Linked DNA regions of Delphinus delphis: region 1 is linked to region 2. A link is a contact called in public Hi-C data. All regions are on one chromosome and are shown on one strand. Each heading gives the region's core, a stretch centred on a gene start, on an enhancer-like site or on the middle of the called end of the contact. The rest is flanking DNA. Distances are from core to core; before and after follow the strand shown.

Region 1 (5,112 bases), core at 1,184-3,683, 310 kb before region 2:
CTTCTTTTCCTGCCTATGGTTAATCTCAGGGCTGTCCCTTTAGGAAACTTACTCCTTTGGTTTTTTTCTTTCTCTTCTGTACTTTGCTTTTTTTCCCTTTATACTCACACCAATATTTTAAACATGCTTAAGTTTCTCCCATCTTTGAAAAACCTTCTACATTTACCTCCACCCACTGCCATATTTTGCCCTGCATAAGCCAAACTTCTCAAGAGGGTTTTATGCAGGGAATTCCCTGGTGGTCCAGTGGTTAAGACTCTGCTTTCACTGCCTTTCACTGCCATGGACCTGGGTTCGATCCCTGGTGGCAGAGCTAAGTCGTGTGGTGCAGCCAAAAAAAAAACAAAAGGTTATACAAGTTCTCTCCACTGCAAAAGCCATTCACAACCCAACTCCACTAAAACTGAGTCAGCAAAGACTTTGTTGCTAAATCCTTTAGGTTAGATGTGGGGTTTTTTTTCCATTCCTTTTAACATTTAAAATTAACCGCTTTGTTCTCCTTAAAAACAGCAGCCTTCTCTTAAAACTTCTCTGACCTCACACTCAATGGGTTTTCCTTCTCTTTCTCTGGCTCCCCCTTAGTCTCATTTTGGGGTTCTTCCTCTAGCTGTCTCCAGGCCCTTTTCTCTCAGCCTCCCCGGGGTGGTTTCATGCACTCTCATGGCTTCAAATGAACATCTATGTTCCGACGATTCCTTTTTTTTGGAATCAAAAAATCAGCCTAGATCTCTCTTCCAAGCTCCAGATAACACATCTAGTTGGCATCTCCTTTTGGATGTTCAGAATGGCACCTCGGATTAGTATGTCCAAGATCTGAACATATATGGTCTTTACCCAAAACTTACATTATGTACCTTAGCAAATGATGCTACCATCTACCCAGTTGCACAAACCTGGATGTCATTGTTGAATCTAAAATTCTATCATTCTCTGTCTCCAAAAATCAAGTTTTTCCAGTTTTATCAATTACTTCTCAAATTCAGCCACTTTTCACCTTACCTACTGCTAACACTCTAGTACAGGCCACTGGAGTTTCCAGTCTAGATTATTGTACCATCCTCCCTAGGTGTTCTCCCCCTGTAGTCAAGTCTCCAGTTACCCAAAGTGTTCTCTGAATAAACGCAAATGTGATTCCCTCCGGTCCTCAAAGCCCTTCAAAGGCTATTGCTTTTGCCTCAGGATAACTCTACCATAGCTTACAAGGTTTCTAGTCTTGTCTGTACATTCCACTTCTTGCTGCCTAGGTGGCTGCCATACTTCTTTAGTTCTCTACTTTTAGCCTGTCTGCTCCCTTGCCTCTTGCCCTGGCATATGCAGTCTCCTTTGCCCACACAATCTCTTCCACCTGTCCACACCACAGAAATCACCCCAATTAACCTGGCTAATTTCTACTCATCCCTAAGGTCTCGTTTGGACATCATTTCCTCCTGGAAACTTTTCTTGAGAAGCTTTCCCCTCAAACCAGTTAGGTACCCACTTTATGTGCACTCATAATATCTTGTTCTGCCCCTCTCAGTGCATCTTGACACTGTATCCCTCACTGGACTGCAAGCTACTCAAGAGCAGAGTTGTTTTTTTCATTGATTAAATCCTCTGGCACATAGGTGTGCAGTAAACATTTGTGTGAATAATTGTATTAATCATGCCTTTATTTCTTTCATTTTCTGCTGTTTTGACATCTGGGGCCTTGCTGAGACTGCCCTTCCCAGGGCTAGCTAATTTCTAGAGATAGCAAAAGACTCCCCTTCTGAGTGTGCCTTTCATATGCAAACCAGCCAGGGGAAAGCCCGTACTCTCCAACCACCTCCTTTATCGAGCTCACAAGCCAAGGCATTTTTCCTCTGCTATAATGACCCCAGGGCCAGGTAACAACAGCTCTGGACAGCCCCTAAATCCCAAGGCCCGCTGTAATTATTCAAACTAGTCAGTCTTAAACCTACTTAGCCTGCTTCCCAGCCTCTGCTATTCCCTCCCACAAAACTCAATAAAAGCTCTCAACCATACTTTATTTCCCCTTTCCCCCTCTGCCTCCTGACCCACCCTAGTTCTTCCCCAGGTGGACTTAAAACTATTTGCGTATGCTGTGTTTACAATTGGTTTGGTATGAAATATTTTATGCATGTGGACAAGACAGTCGGAAAGAAAAATGGGGGGTGGGGAGGAATGAGAACTGTATTAGGGTGGTTTATATATGGCTTTTTCCAGACATTTCTATAATAACATCAGGCAACACATTTTAACGCCCACCGTGGACAAAGAAAATGGGGAAGCCACCTCGAAACGGGGGTTGAAAGAGCAGACAGGATAACTGCTCTCGGCGAAAACTCCAGACTCGGAAGAGGGGACATCGGGCCGGGGCCGCGTGACTCTGCGCAAGCGCATCACCTCCCGCCTTCCTTAGAAGCCGGAACCCTGGCGACTCGTTTCGACGCTTCCCAGGCTGCAGGGAAAGCTCAGTTCCCCGCCCTCCCGGAAGTTGTTGCATAGTCGTTTCCGGGGCGGCGTGAGGTTGGGGAGGACTCCGAATGGGTCGCAGCCGCAGCCGGTCCCCGCGAAGGGGTGAGTCCAGAAGCAGTTCTGAGGGTCTGGGGCTCGGTCGAAGACCCGTCTCCCATTTTGTTCCCAGTCCAAGGGCCGCGGAGAGGAGGGACCTTTTCTCAGGAGGAGAAGAGAGGGGGTGGATGGGGAACGAAGACCTGGGCCCTACACGTTTCAGCCCTCGGATTTGAAGGCAGTTTTTTTCCGAAGTTGGGGTTTCGCCGACCCTTTGTCGCCCTCATACAGTAACTTTTGTTGTACTTGTGGCTGGGGAATGTAGAGTCAGGCCACGGTTCCCTTCATTTCTGGGTGACCGATTGCAAGTCATTCAGCCTTCCTGCGTCCGAGTTCCCGTAATTAGACATTGGGGGTAATATTGCTTACCTTTAAAAACTGAAGTGAGAATTGATGCCACACTGCGTAACACTCAGCATGTGATACCGCCAGGTTCTTAAATGCTCAGGGTTTCCTTTCCAGTTTATAGTAGGGAAATCGATGGTTAGGAGTTTGCGTGCAGGGAGCTCACCTCGTAAGCTCACCTCGTAATGTCTTCTGGCCCATGAAGTGGGCAGTGAGAGGTAGAGAAGCCAGGACTTGGATCGGGAGATGTCAGGTAGTCCCTCGATTTTGCCCCCTCGTTAGTTTTTATCACCTTCAGCTAATCAGGGTTGATCTTAAAAGTTAAATGAGCCCTCGAGCCACAAAGGGCTATTGAGCACTTAACATGTTCTCAATCGGAATTGAGAGCTGCTGTTGAAGTCGAATACACACCGGATTTCTTTGATTTAATGCGGAAAAAAGAAAGAATAAAGTGTCCATTTTTTATAATGAGCACATGTTGAAATGCTAATAGTTTGGATATATTGGGTTAAATCTATACTGTTAAAATTAATTTCATGCGTCTTTTTTACTTTTTTAATGTGACATCTAGAAATGGCGCGCATTATATTACTGTTGGTCGGCGCAGCATCCAGTAGATGTTGGAGGTAATTTTCGGCTCTACAATTTTGTATTTATATTAGAGCGTAGGCGGTCCCGGTCCACCTCCCGAGAGAGAGAACGCAGGCGCCGAGAAAGGTCCCGGTCCCGAGAGCGAGACCGGAGAAGAAGCCGCTCTCGATCCCCGCACAGAAGACGTTCCAGGTAAGTGCAGAAAATAACCAGAAGTTTTACCACAGCTTTGTAGTCGCTGCGCTTGACTCTGTTGTTATCACTTACAAAGGCACTTATGATTTCATGAAATGAGGGGAACTTTATCCCACTTTATTCTAAACCTAACATTCGCATTGATAAAATGGGGTTGATAACATTCCACATAGTAGAGTTGCCGTGAGGAGTAAATGAGAAATAATACGTGAAAAGCACTTAGCAAGAGTAAGAAATAAGTGTTTTGTATTTTTGTCTTGCTTTTTTATTTACTTTTGGTGATAATAATTTATTCAAGTATATAATCAGGAATGTGAGGGCTTCCCTGGTGGCGCAGTAGTTGAGAGTCCGCCTGCCGATGCAGGGGACACAGGTTCGTGCCCCGGTCCGGGAAGATCCCACATGCCGCACAGCGGCTGGGTCCGTGGGCCATGGCCGCTGAGCCTGCGCGTCTGGAGCCTGTGCTCTGCAACGGGAGAGGCCACAACAGTGAGAGGCCCGCGTACCGCAAAAAAAAAAAAAAAAACAGAATGTGAGATCTTGGAAGAATCTTAGAAGTGGACTCTGGTTCTTTTTTTTTTTTTTAATAAATTTATATATTTATTTTTGGCCGCGTTTGGTCTTTGTTGCTGCATGCAGGCCTCTTATTGTGATGGCTTCTCTTGTTGCGGAGCACCGGCTCTAGGCACGCAGGTGTCAGTAGTTGTGGCTCACGGACTCTAGAGCGCAGGCTCAGTAGTTGTGGCGCACGGGCTTAGTTGCTCCATGGCATGTGGGATCTTCCTGGCCCAGGGATCGATCCCGTGTCCCCTGCATTGGCAGGCGGATTCTTAACCAATGCGCCACCAGGGAAGTCCTTGGACTCTGATTCTTAATAAGCATCAGACACATTTGTTTGTTTCGTTGCTTTTTTCTGCCTTACAGAAAATTTTTTTGCCCTAGCTATACTGAGTGTAACTGATGATTAAACAATAAATAATTTTTTGCTAACATTCAGGGCCTTCTTCCTCATTCTGCTTTGGGGAACAAATTCCTGGTTCTCTAGAGCCTGGCTTTTGTTCAGCCTTTACCTTGCAGGCACTCATGTATATCTGTGCTCATCAGCACAAGTGGCCGGGTATGTCTTTGTTTCTGACATTTTTACTTATTAAATTTTAGATCCCCAAGACGACATAGATCCACATCTCCTTCCCCTTCTCGACTAAAAGAAAGAAGAGATGAAGAGAAGAAAGAAACAAAAGAAACAAAGAGCAAAGAACGTCAGATAACTGGTAATGTTATTAGATAAATAACTGTAGGAAAAGTACAGCCATGTTTAGATAACTACAGTTATGATAAAATTATAAAAGTATAATTTTTGAACATTTAACTATTAAGTTTTTAATAGTGTTCATTGCATGTAGTTTTGAGATGTTGTTTTAGTTGTAC
Region 2 (4,563 bases), core at 840-3,339:
AAGGGTATATGACTTGGGATGAGTTACTTTAATTCTAAGCTTAGCTTTTCCTCAGCTGTAAAATGGACCCATTTACTGCAGAATTCTGATGAGGATTACACAAGCTCATAAAGCACTTAACAGAGAACACATGGCAAACGATAAGTATTCAATAAATAAATAATAAATTAAATAATAAATAAAACTTCATTAATTCTCCTGCAATGGTTGGTCCCCTGTCCCCAAGCTAGTACTGCTTGCTTTTGTAGACTGGCCTAGGAAAGCTTAAGTTGTCTTCATTATTTGATATTCCCAAATCAACGTACTAAATAGGTTAAATTCTCAGATTATTTTTGGCAGTTTCTGAAATTAAAAACTTCAAAATAAGATTCTTAAAGACATTATAAAAGATGAGCCGTTCTTAATCCAATATGCTGCTGGCTATCATACTTCCAGCGAAGAGGCAAGAGGGAAAAAAGGTTTCCATAAACTCTATGGGGCTAATGATGTTTTAGGGAGTATTCATCTACAGATATAATCTTTCAAAAGACAAAAGTCATGGGCTAATTGCTGCATCCTATTAAAAAGACACATAACGTAACTAACAGATTATGAGACAAACTATCAAAAAAGTTTACCTATTCATTAAGAAAACAAGTGTAACTATATTTCTCATATAGATTACAAAACGTAAACTATTTTGTTGGCGAAAAAAATAATTGATTACGTTGTACTTCATAACAACTGTGATATCCAGAGAGTTGCAAAAAGAAACCTGAGCGTATTTTTATTGCCTTGAGTTCTCAAACTGCCAGTATTCTAAGAATAAAAACAAAAAAGCTACGTCAAAAACTCATCGGGCTTTTTCTTCTTTTCGAGAAAAGCAACAAAGGCAGGATCACCTCAGCGGATAATATTGCGAAAAAAACAAAGGAGAGGGGGCGGGGAAAGCAACACGACAAAGAAAAGATCCCAAACTAAGATCACTTAACACTAAGTCTAAAAATTCTCAGAGATGACTAAATATGTTAAGGTACTTATCAATTGTTGCTTCATTAAAAACTCGCCGCTGCTTCAACGACATGTCAATCAGAAAAGTAGCAAGCGACGATAAAAATGCATTATATTCACTTCCCCTCAGTTAATATATACCTCCGGGGGAGAGTTCCATTTTTAAAAAGCAGTTTCAAGATCCTTAAGGGGTCCGATTTGGGGCTTTTTGATCAGGGGAGGGGGTGCCACGGAAGGAAAGCCACAGAGAAGTTCAAGAAAAAACATTTGGCGTTTTTCCAGTTGGCAACTGCGAGAATAAAGTTTAAGTCCCTGAAAATCAGTATAAGCATTTTCAAGACAAAAATTCTTATCAACGAAAGACACTGAAAGGAAGAGTTTCTAGAGAAAATCAAAGTAAAATGAAAGGGAGACGGCTGTAAAAATCAAAAGAGGTTAATCGAGACGCGGGGGAGGGGGATGGGGGGAGAGAAGAAAAGCGTAGAACAAAAAGGCTAGCCGAGTTCTAAAAACAGGTTTGAATGAAAATCTTTTCTCCACGCGTAAGACCACAGAGCGCCCGGGACGAAGCCAAACGCGACGCTGTGGGGTAGTTACGCGGCAGGGACTAATTTAGAGGGCTGAGCCCCGTCTCCGTCCATCTCGTCCCCTCACAGCCCGGGTCTCGGTCCCTAGGCATCCCGGTGAGCGCTAGGGAGAGGAACCATGATATCGCGGCGTCCGCGGGGAACAATAGGCTGGGGAGCGGCGCAGAGCCGAAGCTTCGCTCCGGGACCAACACCATCCCGCCCCCCTCATCGCTGCCCCAGACTCACAGAGTCTTAGGCATTTCGTCCTCCATGGCTGCTGCTGTCGCGGCGGCGCCTCCGGGTCCAGCTCTCTACCCTTTACTACCTCACAAATCTTTTGAGCTGCTATGTCTGTGAAATAGCTGGGTTTCTCGGCCGACCGGAGGTTACTCCGCCCCCTCCTTCGGCGGCAATTACACTAAACCACCCGGCCCAGCGCGAACAATGAAGCCCCAACACAAGATGGCGGCGAGCCGGGAGCCTTGAAGCGGCCAGCGAAGTGACCCGGGCCGCGCAGGCGCAGAAGAATCTTGCACTTTCAACCTCCTGGCCGCCAGGCTGCACCTCAGTCCTTATATTCACTCGTTGCGCAGCCGCTCTTCCAGCGACGCTCGGGGATGTCTCAGACTGCGCAGGCGTAAAGGTTAACTAGTTCATGACTTGAGGAAACTCTTTTGAATTCCACTCCAGATTCGAATGTGTCAACAGTAATTTATAGTGAAATATAAATATTCATGGAAATGAAAAATTGTGTTTCCAGAAGAAGAAAGATTATAAAAATTATTTAAGGCAAGGACAAAAGTTAGATGCGCCGCCCGGGAATCGAACCCGGGTCGCAAGAATGGGAATCTTGCATGATACCACTACACCAGCGGCGCTCACGATATTTGGTCTCGCTGAAATGCTTTAGGTTGACGTACAAGCAAACGTGTATTCCCGGAAGATTTGTTTATTTATTCAAAAATAAAAGTTTATTGAGAGTCCATATAATCTGTTACTTTTCATATAAGAAATGATTTCTTTTCTCTCATTCCGATACAGTTGAATAGATGTTCCTGCTTTTTCTGTACGGAAAAAATCTCATTAAAAAAATTTTTATTTTTAGCTTAAAAGAGTTTCAAGGGACTTCCCTGGAGGTGCAGTGGCGGGACTCGGCGCTTCCACTTCAGGGGGCTTGGGTTTCATCCCTGATCAGGGAAATAAAACCCGCAAGCCACACAGCGCGGCCAAAAAACAAAAAGTTTCATTAAGAATTTGTCTTCTTCATATATACACTACCAAATGTAAAACCGATAGCTAGTGGGAAGCAGCCGAATAGCACAGGGAGATCAGCTCGGTGCTTTTTTGTGACCACCTAGAGGGGTGGGATAGGGAGGGCGGGAGCGAGGGAGAAGCAAGAGGGAAGAGATATGGAGATATATGTATATGTATAGCTGATTCACTTTATTATAAAGCAGAAAGTACACACCATTGTAAAGCAATTATACTCCAATAAAGATGTTAAAAAAAAAAGAATGTCTTCTTGGTATTAACCAAATTTTTGAGAGCCTGGAATGTATTTCTAGATCTTAGCGGAATTTTTCTTTATATTTGAATCTCCTTGGTATATTCAATGTATACTGAAAAATATTTAAGAAATAGTTCTTTAATGCAAATAGGTCCCAAGAATTCTAAAACCAACTGACTCAGAATATATACAAATTTCAGCCCTCTTCCAGGGAAGCAGAAAAATTAGGGCTCTGAAATGTACTTCAGTATACTCATTATGTGTTTTGTATTGCATTTCATAAGTTATGTAAAAGTTTTTAAACATTGGGAAATGTACATGCCCCAAAATGTGGTGTTTTCTTTGGACTAGTTCCTTTAGACTTCGATACTTTTGGATAACCATTTTTAGAATTGTCTTTAGAATCTGGTGCACATTCTTGGGATTTTATTCAAAGATATCAAATATTAGTCTTTTGGGGATGAATAAGACAAATGTTAATAGTGGATAGTATTTTTAAACAACGTTTTGAGATGTAATTCACATAACATACATTTCTTCCATTTAAAATGTACAGTTTGGGAGTTCCCTGGTTGCCTAATGGTTAGGATTCCGGGCTTTCATTACCACAGCCTGGGGTTAACCCCTGGTCGCGGAATTGAAATACCCCAGGCTGGCAGCCAAAAAAAAAAAAAAAAAAGGAAAAAAATGTATAAAGATAGAATGCACAGTTCAGTGTTTTTGTTTTGTTTTTTCAGTACACGGGCCTCTCACTGTTGTGGTCTCTCCCGTTGCGGAGCACAGGCTCCGGACGCGCAGGCTCAGCGGCCATAGCTCACGGGCCCAGCCGCTGCGCGGCATGTGGGATCTTCCCGAACCGGGGCACGAACCCGTGTCCCCTACATCGGGAGGCGGACTCTCTACCACTGCGCCACCAGGGAAACCCCAGTGTTTTTTTTTTAGTGTTATCACAGAGATGTGCAACCATCTCTATAATCAATGTTAGAACGTTCACCGCCGAAAAAATGAAACCCTTACCAATTAGAAGTCACTTCCTATTCCCCATTCCACCCCCCGCCACAACCCACTAATCTTCTGTCTCTATAGATTTGTCTATTCTGGACATTATATTGTCCACGAAAAATTTGATTAATAGTCAATCTAAGAAAGCAATAGAGAATTTTATTTGAGCCAACCTGAGGATTATAGCCCGGGAGACAATCTTTCAGAAAGCTCTGAGGACATTTCTGCCCATTAGAAGTTAATGCACAGGGCCTCCCGAGGCTGCTGCCAGTCAGGTGAGCTCCGGTCTGTCTGCGCTGCGGCAGGGAGGCCGCCGGATCAGCGAACCAAACCAATGCTGGGCGTGGAGGTGGTGCCTCAGTGTTCTCTGGGAAACAAGCAATGGGAAGGTGCACTGGTCTCCTCTAAGCCATCACCTCATCTTTAACCTGGCTCAGGATGGGATGAAACTATCAGAGACTTAAGGTGATCGAAATATATGACTTGACTAAAGTA

The links. Hi-C and Micro-C count contacts between places; a contact is called where the count stands out from the background.
Region 1: a contact with region 2 is called in a Hi-C map of lung, with 3 times the contacts expected there. The contact joins the promoter of SNRNP27 here to the promoter of TIA1 in region 2. A contact is called at or near these places in 2 of 3 Hi-C or Micro-C datasets (lung and muscle).

What each region holds. Positions count from the first base shown.
Region 1 is chr12:31,234,800-31,239,911 of mDelDel1.2, reverse strand. SNRNP27 (small nuclear ribonucleoprotein U4/U6.U5 subunit 27) reads left to right here and starts at 2,433. Exons shown (of 6, transcript XM_060027562.1): 1 at 2,433-2,559; 2 at 3,561-3,681; 3 at 4,843-4,955. The coding sequence starts at 2,526.
Region 2 is chr12:30,929,445-30,934,007 of mDelDel1.2, reverse strand. It overlaps TIA1 (TIA1 cytotoxic granule associated RNA binding protein), which reads right to left and starts at 2,089. Exons shown (of 13, transcript XM_060026420.1): 1 at 1,806-2,089. The coding sequence starts at 1,831. TRNAG-CCC (transfer RNA glycine (anticodon CCC)) reads right to left here and starts at 2,437; the gene lies at 2,367-2,437. It also overlaps the pseudogene LOC132435356.